2 separate regions of the Mus musculus genome follow, and region 1 is linked to region 2. The links are chromatin contacts, called in public HiChIP or PLAC-seq maps. All regions are on one chromosome and are shown on one strand. Each heading gives the region's core, a stretch centred on a gene start, on an enhancer-like site or on the middle of the called end of the contact. The rest is flanking DNA. Distances are from core to core; before and after follow the strand shown.

What was found. HiChIP or PLAC-seq counts read pairs in DNA pulled down with a chosen protein or histone mark.
Region 1: a contact with region 2 is called in a FOXA1 HiChIP or PLAC-seq map of pancreatic cancer cells. The contact joins the promoter of Nt5c3 here to the promoter of Ggct in region 2. A contact is called at or near these places in 2 of 39 promoter capture datasets (liver and neutrophils) and 1 of 115 datasets of contacts at active chromatin or transcription factors (pancreatic cancer cells).

The regions. Positions count from the first base shown.
Region 1 is chr6:56,921,006-56,926,897 of GRCm38.p6, forward strand. It overlaps Nt5c3 (5'-nucleotidase, cytosolic III), which reads right to left and starts at 2,927. Exons shown (of 9, transcript NM_026004.3): 1 at 2,667-2,927. The coding sequence starts at 2,804. It also overlaps a transcript of Vmn1r4 not described here.
Region 2 is chr6:54,990,662-54,996,147 of GRCm38.p6, forward strand. Ggct (gamma-glutamyl cyclotransferase) reads right to left here and starts at 2,206. Exons shown (of 4, transcript NM_026637.3): 1 at 2,034-2,206. The coding sequence starts at 2,174. RefSeq lists an enhancer at 2,421-2,450 and a cis regulatory region at 2,431-2,440.

The DNA of each region.
Region 1 (5,892 bases), core at 1,677-4,176, 1.9 Mb after region 2:
TAAGTGTGTTGTGATACCCAAGAGAAACTCCTGGGACATAAGTAAACGTGAAGGAAATCTGAAAAGGGTGGCAGTGCATTTAATAATGTATCAATACAAATGAGTCACACAAGATATTAATGACAAGGGAAACTGGTGTGTGATATATGAGAGCACTCGTTCATACTACGGTAAATCCATATTGTTCTAAAATAAAACTCTTAGAGAAAGGGTTTGATTATGACAAATTAATCAGTAATCTTAAGAGACTGTAGATGCGATAAAGAGAAATCTGGAGCTGATTGTGGTGGCACATGGCTGCCATCCTAACACAGGAAGGATGGCGAATTCAAGGCATGGACACAGGATTCAGAAAGATGTAGCTATTCCTGGATACTTTGTGGGCTCTTCTCTTTTTCACCCTTCTCCATCCTTTTTCTTCTACCCTTACTCCCTAACATCAGATAAGAGAGAAAAAAAGGATAGAGAGGAAAGGAAAGAGATCCCAGAATGAAGTCAGGGGCCAGAAGGGGGACAAGTTATCCTTAGACTGCATCCTGTTGATTAGGGGTGTTGAGTTCCTAGGGGCAAGTTTGATCTTCACCATCAGGATATCTAATTTCTTCTTCTCGCCAAATATTTAACAAACAGCGACCCACAGCAACCAACAGCCAATCAACAACAACCTAACAACAACCCACCCTGCCTCTCTGGGCCTTCACATTTATATACCCTCTGAAAAGTCCCCAGAATTCCAGAAGTCACTCCATCACAGAAACAATCTGCAGCTGAAAAAAGCGCACCCCTACTAGAGCCTGCGGCAAACCACAGTCAGCTGCCGTGGACACTCTGAACCAGACCCATAGCTCACACTTGGGTTTACAATGAAAACATATTTTTATAGTATTTCTATGTTTTTTAAAGAAGCCAGAACTCCAGATTTCTCACTACAGAAAGACCTTGCCTTAAAAGGGGATGGGCTAGGAGGGCACTGACGAAGCAGGTATGGTTGTCTAGCAGGTGTAAAGCCCTGGGGTCTATACCAGTATAGACCATGTGTGTAAGTACGGGTAGACGTTAAAACAGATTCAGGGAGTACACACCAGGATAATTAAATTGTAAAGTGCCAGCCAACTTCACTAAATGGCTTGTCTTATCTCTCTGAATACTTCTAGTGTACCTTTTGATTGGTTTTCTCTGGGAATCTAGTTTGCCACATTACTGGACATTTCCACTATGGCATGCATAGCTCACTAGCAAATCCCTAATGCCTTTCAATTAAAAATGTCCTGATGGCCAGGGTAACTCAGGAATGTAATCTTGCACTGAGATGGCTGAGGCAAGAGAAACACCATCACCCAGAACGCAACTGGTGTCATTTTTTCCTAGCCTACCTTGGTTAGGTAGTTATATACCATCTGTGATCAGAACAGCAATGTTCAGTGGGTATCCTTGGGTTTGTACACATTCTATGAAGGAAGAGGGTGGAGACAGGTACAGAGGACTCCCCAAACATGACTTATAAAGAGAGAGAACAAGGGCCGGAATATATATTTCAGGTCATCCAAATATTTCTCCCATCTAAAGGAACAATCAGCTAAAACTATAAAAGTAAAAATATTAAACTCTTTTACATCTTCTACTGAAAAACTATTAGGGGGTCTGACGCATAGTTTAAAACAATGCATATAAAGACTGACTTGTACAGTACAAACAAAAAATATTTGGCATTATTGGTCCCTTAGTACTTTATACAATGAAAGTAAAACTCTTCCTTAAGATTTCGTGGAAAAATCAGCCCACTGTTTAAGTACATAGAGAAAGACAGCGAAATCAGCTTTTTCCCACTGATGGAAAATTATAAAATTTGAGTATGGAACAAAATAAAGCCATGTAAATTCGCTAGACAGGGAGGGAGGCAAAACTTCTCACACAAAATGTTTGCAACCAGAGGTATATAAAGAAAATAACCCAGGAATAAAGGAATTCACTTAAAATATTAGTTTCAATAGAAATAGTTTCTCAACTTTATATTTTAGTTCTGGATGCTCACTTGTACTCCAGTAAGTAAGTCACACTCACCATGCATGCTCAAGTCAGATGGAACAACAGTAACATCAAAACAACCCTAAATGAAACAGACATTCTGGGATCAACAAATCGCCTTAAAACAAACCTCAAATGGAATTCTTGAGACAAACAATTTAAACGAGACTGCAATTAACTCTTAAAAGTACATTTCTAGGATTTAGGAAAGAGTTTTGGGGGACTGACACATGAATACTTCTTGGAACATAAAACAAGGAAGAACATTCAAATAATCGAGCTGTTTCAATATTGGCATTTCTAAAAAAACACTGAAAATGCTCTTTTCATAACGTAAGCCAAGGCAGCCCCGATGATGTAAAACAAACAAACAAACCAACCAACCAACCAACCAACCAACCGACTCCTGGACAAGAGACTATCGGATTAGCTGCACGTCTTGGAGGCGGTTGCCAACTGGAGATTAGCTCTGGAGAAACGGGTTTTGCAGCAAGAGGTAGTTATCTCCGAGCATCTATTCTCTCCACTCTTTGAAACAAACGCTGTCAAGCATCAGCACGCGTGCAGGCTGCCCTCGCAGGGCCGCGGCCGGCCCACGCCACTTGGGCTGCTCGCGCGCGAGCCGATGCTCCCGCACTCACCATTTCGATGATCTTGGTCTTGCGGCCCGTTTTTCTCTTCAAGGTGAATATGTACTGGGCCAGCACCACGCCTGCTACCACCGCGCACACACTGGCGCTCGCCACCGCGCCCACTCGCGCCACGGCCGCGCGGTCCATTGACAGGCCCGCGTGCTCTCGGCGCGGAAGCCCGGGATCCGCGGGTACGAGCCCAGGGGCGCGGCCGCAAGCCGCACACTTCCCCGGAGCCCCGCCCCGCGCGGGGGAAACCGAGGAGGCCCCGCCCAGAAGAGGTGAGGGGCGGGGACGACGGGGCGGAGACTAAGAGGTCCGCGTCCGGAATCCCGCCCTTATAGTGGGGGCGGGACTTCCTCTGACCCTGACTTCAGGAAACGCCGCAAGGACCCGGAAGGAAACAACTGTAATTAGCTACTAAATGCAAGTAGTGCATCTGTAACCCAGAATCCTGGTGACCCGGATGCTATGCTGTGCCTATAGTCCACAGTAAGATCGCACCAGAAACATCGAGAAAACAAAGTCTTGCCCCAGTGTGAGAAAATTCACCCGCCACCCACTCAGAAACTGTGCCTCGTCCTAGCCTTCATGGACTACGACACCCAGCAGGCTCAGCGGCGCTGCGTCTGACCTGCGCAGTAGCATCCTGGGTTGGAAGGCCTAGATATAGTCGTTTTTGGGAGATCTGTCAGCTGTTGGGCTTTTCAGTCACAGTCTACCTACAACTTTAGCTTACTTTCCTTAGGAGCGTGTGCAGAGAAACTTAACGTTGTTCTCTCTTGCTTAGTATATTTCAAGGGATTCATGTAGTTTACTCTGCTTCTCGCTGAGTGGGTGGGGTGTGATGAGGTGCAAGAGAGAATCTCAGGAGAGTCGCCCCCGATTCTGTGAGGTTTGGGCTGCTGCTTGGCGAGACTGTCTCTCTCTGCCTGATATATGCAACCGAAGGAAGTTAAGAATGAAAAGCCGTGGGAGAGAAAGAATTATTTTTCTGTTTTAGGTTTTTATTAGCTGGTCTAAAGCAAATTGACATAGACATTATCTTGAGTAGAACAATTCATTGTGCAAACAGAAGTTCCACAGAAATATGAGACTCAAGCTGGTCATGATGGAGCATGCTTCTGATTCCTGCATGTAGGATCCTCAGGCAGGAGGATTGCTCGGAGTACAGTGGCTGATTAACCAGGGCCATGGGTCAAAGCCTTAACGAAATGGCCAAAAATTGAGGCTGAAATATACCACCTAAATTACTGAAAGGAATATGTATTATATTTGACATTCTTGAGCAAGTTGGAGTCTGCAGGAGGGGAAATGTATGGTGACTAAAGGTTGCCTTGTGCAGATGAAAATCTTTCCAGGGGATAAAGGTGTGAGCTCAGCGATAGGGTGCCTATTACCAACCCTCAAGTTCAACAATTCTGTTTGGAGAAGCTCTTGACCTGATACATTTACTAATGACAATCTCAACAATCTCTGTCTCTGTCTCTCTCTGTTTCTGTCTCTCTCTCTCTGTTTAAATGTGTATTTCTTCTACACTAGAGATGTTTAAAATTATAAGGAATTTGTATTAATTTTCTGTGGCTGTGATAAAACACCATGACCAAGACCCCTTATAGAAGAAAGAAAGAATTTACAAGAATCCATAATGGTGGGGTCAGCATGGCAGCAGGTGGCAGCAGGCTGCTGGCATGGTAACAGAGGTACATCTTTCATCTCAACTATAAGCACAAAGTACAGAGAGCAAACGAAGTGGGACAGTCTTCAAACCCTTAAAGCAAAGCTCCAGAGACATGCTTCCTCGAAGAAGGCTGCACCTCTAAAGCTCCTGAAACAGCACCACCAACTGGAGATCATATGCTCAAATGTATGAGCCTAGGGGGGGCATTCTCACACAAACGACTATCGAATTTAAGGGAAATTCTTCAAAGAGCTTTCCCTGCTTTGAATAGTTCTCAGCATCTTTCAGATCAAAATAATTGTTGTACCAAAGTAGCCTGTTTCCCTATGGCATAGTCTGATCTCCTTTAATCATACTTTGAGGTGATATGGCTTGATTGTCATCATAATTAAAGCTAAGGATTGTTTTTCTCTGTGTCATATGTTCTCTGTCCTATCCCTGGGGCCCTTGCAAAGCACTCTAAAAATGTACCTATATATCTATATCTATAGCTTTCCTATGGGGTTGCCCTCCTCTTCAGCTTCTTCTAGCCTTTCTCTAATTCAACCACAGGAGTTTCAGACTTCAGTGCAATGTTTGGGTGTAAGTATCTGCATCTGTCTTGGTCAGCTGCTGGTTGGGCTTCTCAGAGGACAGCTATGCACACCATAGCATCAGTTATAGTGTCAGGTCTTGGAGCCTCCCCTTGAGATGGATCCCAATTTGGGCCAGTCACTGGACCTCCTTTCTACCTTTATCTCTGTAGTTCTTTTAGATAGTAATAATTCTGGGTCAGAGCTTTTGACTGTGGGATGGCAACAACATCCCTTCATCTCTCCATTTCCTCATTGTTGGGTATTTCATCTAAGGTCCCTCTCTTTGAGTTCTGAGAGACTATCATCTCCCAGGTCTCTGGTACATTCCAAAGGGTCCTCCCACCTCCTACCTCCCAAGGTTGACTGTTTCCTTTCATTCTGTTGACCCTCAGGGCTTCATTTCTGTTCCCTCCAGTACTGATCATATTCTTTTTCCCCTCCTCGCCTCTCCCACCCAGTTCCTTCCCATGATTGCTTTCTTTTTCCTCCCAAGTGGGTTTGAAGCATCCTCACTTGGGCCCTTCAGCTTGTTAACCTTTTTGAGTTCTGTGGATTGTATCCTTGGTATGTAGTACTTTTTGGGCTAATATCCACTTATTAGTGACTACATACCATGCATGTGCTTTTGGGTCTGAGTTACCTTACTCAGGATGATATTTTCTAGTTCTATTCATTTGCCTGCAAAACTCAGGATGTTCTTAATAGCTTAATAGTATTCCATTGTGTAAATGAACCACATTTTCTGTATCCATTCTCCTGTTGTGGGACATCTGGGTTGTTTCCAGCTTCTGGCTATCAGAAATAAGGCTGCTATAAACAGCGGAACACATGCTCTTGTGGCATGGTGGGGCATCTTTTAGGTATATGCCCAGGATTGCTATATCTGTTTCCAATTTTCTGAGAAACCTCTAGATTGATTTCTGAGCTCCGTAGTAACCTCCTGTTTTCATCTCTAATTGTATTGATCTGGGTCTTTTCT
Region 2 (5,486 bases), core at 956-3,455:
GATTTAGGGTTGACCTGATCTCCTCATCTCTGCCAATCCCACCTCTACTCCCCATTTTGAAATGTCTGGGTTTCTTGGGATTCAGCTTAGGCCTTTTTTGAATTTATCCAGGTGCCCAGAATAGTCCCACTACCTCCAGCAGCTTCCAATACCATCGGATGCTTCAGCTACCTTTAAAACCATCCCACATCTCTATTCTGAGGCTCAAAAGCTCTTAGATCTGGGACGAGCACACAGTTAGGGCTGATCTCTTCATCTCTTTGCCAATGTTCACAAATATTTACTGTTCATGTGCTTGTCTGGAAAGCATCTTAAACTTAATTTAGTACAAAGTTAGTTTATAATTTTTACCGCCAAACCTGATTCTCCTCTGTGAACATTATCACCATCACCTACTTGGTTGTTCAAAAACTGTGTCATATTTGATATACCTTCCCTACACACACAGACACAGACACACAATCATCAAGCCTTATGATGTTATCTTCTGAGTATTACTCTACCTTCCCTGTCACCACCCTATTAGATCATGGTGGCATTATCTCTGACATGAATGTGGCAAGATCGTAACTGGGCTTCCAATAACTTGCCCTATTTGCAGAGTAACCAGAATGAGCTTTCAAATACATAAATCTCATCGTCTGCTTTCATCCTGTAAGACACTCCACTCACAGCATGCAACAGACTGTCCAAAGTTCTCTGTGGTCATGTTAGGATATGACACTTTCTTATCTTTCCAGCCCTCATGCCACATCTCCCTGTAGACTCCAACCACTTCCTTTATCTCCTGTCCTTTGAACAAGCTACCCTCCCTGACAGTTTTTTGCTCTCCTCATCTCCCTTCAGGTCTCAGCTTAAAAGTTATATCCAGGAAGGCTTTCCTGAGCACCTAGGTCAGGTCCTCTGGTCATATATTCTGTTGCACCTTGCAAGTCCTCTTTTAAGGCTAACCACAGCTATAATTTATCATTTATGTGGTATTTCTTTCCTGTACTTCACGTACTTGAACTCCAATCCTACACTCTTTGGAGTTTTAGATAGAGTACAGAGCGTGACTCCCACTTCTGAAACTTGAAAGGCTAGGAGCTAGTTATCAGATCATCTTGCTTGCTAAGTAAGGACGTGGATTCATGGTGAGATTTAGCCAATCAGGGCACCTCGCAGGGGCTCTCAATTAGTGCTGGTGTTTAAGATCATTAGGGACTCCACTCTAGGCTTCAGGAATTGCAGAACTGTGGCAAAGCAGCAGTCAGGAGTCAGTTCCATATTGTGCTTACTAGTTGAGGAAAGGTGTGGCCAGTTTCCAGAGCAGGGATGGCCCTCTCCTGTAATGCTGGTTGTGTATACACACACACACACACACACACACACACACACACACACACACACACACACACACACACAGTAGTCCACCTGTTTACTCAATCTTTCAGGTGAATCCATGAGCTCTCTAACAGCCTTCCAACACCCCTCCCCATTCTCCTTTCTGAAATCAGCTGGTTTCTGTTGCCTGAAATCAAGAATTGACAAGGTTATCAAAGTTGGCTAAAATTATTAAGGGCCCTACACACAATCAGATTGTACACCAGAAAGGTCCTCCAAATAGCTAGGCTGCTCAGTCATCCTTGTAACCCCAGCACTGAGTGCCAGAAGAATACGTATTAAAGAGGAAATGAACTATGGTCAAGAACACATTTTATCACAGTTAAAAGCTTATTGGGCTACTCTACTGAGGGAACGAACATTGCTATCAGTATTGAAGACACGGTTCCAGGTCTCAAGGCCAGGACGCTAAGATCCGAAGGAAAGGACAGGCAGAATTTCACAGAACTGTGGGATAGATAAGGTACGCACAGGACAGAAAGCAGCTAGTTCTCGACTAAGAAGCACCTATTAAAGGCATCTTACGGGATGCTCATAACCGGTGGAAAAGGGCAGCCAGTGGAGGGTTGCGAACTCCGACGGTGGCTAGAGGTTCCCGGCAGGAGTCGCAGCTAGCCCGCTCTCCAGGTCGCCCGCACAACGGCACTGACCTGCAGGCGCGCCACGCAGCAGAACACGGCCGAGGGGTTTCGCAGGTGGATCCTCTCGGTCAGGAGATTGCTGCCGTAGGCGAAGTACAGGAATGTCTCCCCCTCCTGGCCCGCATGGCCCTCACAGTCGGAGCTCGCCATGTCCACTTATCCACGCCAGCAGCGTCAAGCACAGAGAAGCCGGACTAGCGCTGCTAAAAAGAGCAGTGCGCCGCCACCCACGCGGTAGTGCAGAGCGGCGGGCGGAGCCGCACAGAGAGCGCGCTGAGGATTGGCTGCCGGCTTGCCGGCGTGAGCTAACTACCAGGATTGGCCTGTCTACAGCTCCTCCCGCCCACTGACGTCGCTTTTCTATTGGATGCATCCCTCGGATGTACGGCCCCCTGCCTGAGGCGCCGCTGATTGGCGAGTCTAACGGACAGCCCGAGAGTGGCTACTGGCGACTGTGTTTTCCCCACCTGGCGGCGATTGCCCAGGTCAACCAGTGGTGCGGTAGGCTCTGCGCCTGGTATAGAGGAGACAAGTCTCAAATTGCTGTCGGCCTAGCCTGGATCTTGCGGCAGTTCTCCTGCCTCAGCCTTCCTGGAATGGGAAGGCTGATCCTACAAGTTTTCTTAGGATCACTACCTGAAGTTGCCTCACTGCATACCAGGGTAGTCTTTCTCCCACGTTCAGATCCGGACATGCCATTTGCTAGCCAGTTGACTCTGTTCATCGTTGCAATCTATTTCCTCTTTTTAAAATAGAACGACACAAAACACCCATGTTGTTGCTCTTGAAATGAAGATAGGAGAGCAAACTGAAGGTCTAGAGCAATGACTGCCGTTGGCCCTCAGAAATTAATCTAAATTCAACTCCACACTGACAGGTGCCAGAATTCCTGGAGAAATGACTGAATCTTAGGTCAAAGCTGGGAGTGAAAATTACCTCTTGAAAGAACAATAATCCAGAAAATGAGAACCCCAAGATGAACAAGGTCATTCCTAAAAGACCATTCACTAGACAAAGCGAGAACAACTTAAGGAGCAGAACGACTGGAAACTCTAAAATGATCCCTAAATGTATGTCATTCCCTTCAGGAAGTAAACCAAATTAAAACAGAGAAGAGAACCATATTGCCATGCCATCAGTGGCTAACACTTCATCACTTTTAAAAAGTGGGTATTTAAGAAAATGAGTGTTCTGCCTTTCTAGTACCAACTGTATTTTTGAAAACCAAATAGCTGATGAGGAAGCAATTCTTTGCTTTTTTAAAAAAAAGTATACTGGCTAAATGCAGGAAATGGGGGTACTGGGATTAGAACATCTGTCTCTGGTGCAACCAAACTTCCCGTCAGGAGCATCAGGTCACAGGGATGTTTATAGAGTCTCAGTTATCCCCCAAGGCTCACTGCTAGTCATTGGACAGGAAGACCATGATTATTTGGGAAACCTGACCTCTCTCACCTGATAGCCAGTCAATCTGGTCACCAATAAAAGAAGACTATCCTGACACAGTCAGAAAGCAACATGAAGCTGGGCATTGTGGACTGCACCTTTAATACCATCACTCGAGAGGCAGAGGCAGGCAGTTCTCTGTGAGTTCAAGGCCAGCCTGGCCTAGAGAGTAAGTTCCAAGATAGCCAGGGCTGTTATACAGAGAAACCTTGTTTTGAAAAACAACAACAACAATAATAACAACAACATGAAGCAACACGAAGCCCCCACATCTGTGAACTACAATTTACAAAGGATTTTTAGCCTCAAAAAAAAAAGCCTTTTATCTTTTATATCACCCTCTTCCAGAAACCATTCATGTATAAGAACAAATGGCAATAGAAGAAAACAGTGAAGAACACCTTGAACTTATCTCTTACATTGTTGTGATTAAAAATAAAAGGTAAGGCTGGGGCCAGCTACATGGATCTGGAGGTAAAGCACTTGCTACCAAGCCTGCAGACAGTTACATCTCCAGTACCCATAAGGTAGGAAAAACCCAGCTCCTGCAGGTCTCCTCTGACCCCTACGTGCATACACACACACACTCTCTCTCTCTCTCTCTCTCTCTCACACACACACACATACATACATACACACACATACACACACACACATACATACACACACATACACACACATACATACACACACACATACACACACACACACATACACGCACACACACACAATAGGTAAGCATATAGATGTAGTAAAAAGTGTTTTTAGAAAGACAAGACTGAGGGAGGGTTGTTCTAGTTTGAGAGAAACGAGACATGAAGGCTCAATGTGATGGCTTGTCCTTGATAGATTCTGATATGGTGACTCAAATAGAAATATATTTTAGGGACAACTGAACTTGAATTTGGATTGCAGAATTTGATGGTATTAGACAATTACTATTAAATGGATAGTGGTTTGTCTTATGGAGGAAATAGTTTTATTTTAGCATGCATACTGACATATTTAGGCTGATGCGTTCGTTATCTATATTTTAAAAGAATTCAGAAAAATAGAGAGCTAAATGCTAATGGGAGTGATATGTATGTGGGTGTTCACTATACTGTTCTATTCTTTTTTTTTTAAGATTGATTGATTGATTGATTATATGTAAGTACACTGTAGCTGTCCTCAGACACTCCAGAAGAAAGAGTCAGATCTCGTTGTGGATGGTTGTGAGCCACCATGTGGTTGCTGGGATTTGAACTCCTGACCTTCAGAAGAGCAGTCGGGTGCTCTTACCCACTGAGCCATCTCACCAGCCCCTTTTTATTTTTATTTATTTATTTTATTTTTTTTATTTTTTATTTTTATTTATTTATTTATTTATTTTGGTTTTTCGAGACAGTGTTTCTCTGTATAGCCCCAGCTGTCCTGGAACTCACTTTGTAGACCAGGCTGGCCTCGAACTCAGAAATCCGCCTGCCTCTGCCTCCCGAGTGCTGAGATTAAAGGCATATGCCACCACGCCCGGCTATTCTTTTCTTTATATTTGAACATATTCATCTTAGGAGTGGAAAAGGCAGAAAAAGATAGATAGAAAGAAAGCACCTGGCACTGGTGTGCCTCGGCAGGCACTTGCTGTGTAGTCTGCAGTAGGACACTGCTGTCCTCTCACCCCACACACAAGGCAGGCCTGTACACATACTGGTCCTCTCAGAGCCCGAGCTTCTCGTCAGCACATATTCTCTACGTTGTCCTGATCTCTTCAGGCCTCAGGCTCTGTTTTAAAAGCTGCTTATAACTATGTAAAATGTGTTATTTAGGGTTTTGATGTAAGATGTATTAGGTTGGGGTAATATTTTTTTTGAGACAGAATTTTTGCAGTATTGTCTAGACTAACCTTTAACTCCCCATCCAGCCTCAATATCCTAAATGCTGGGATTACAATCCAGCCCCAACACAGGCATCAATTTAGTTATCTTAAAAGTTATCGCCAGGCACGGTGGTGCACGCCTTTAATCCCAGCACTTGGGA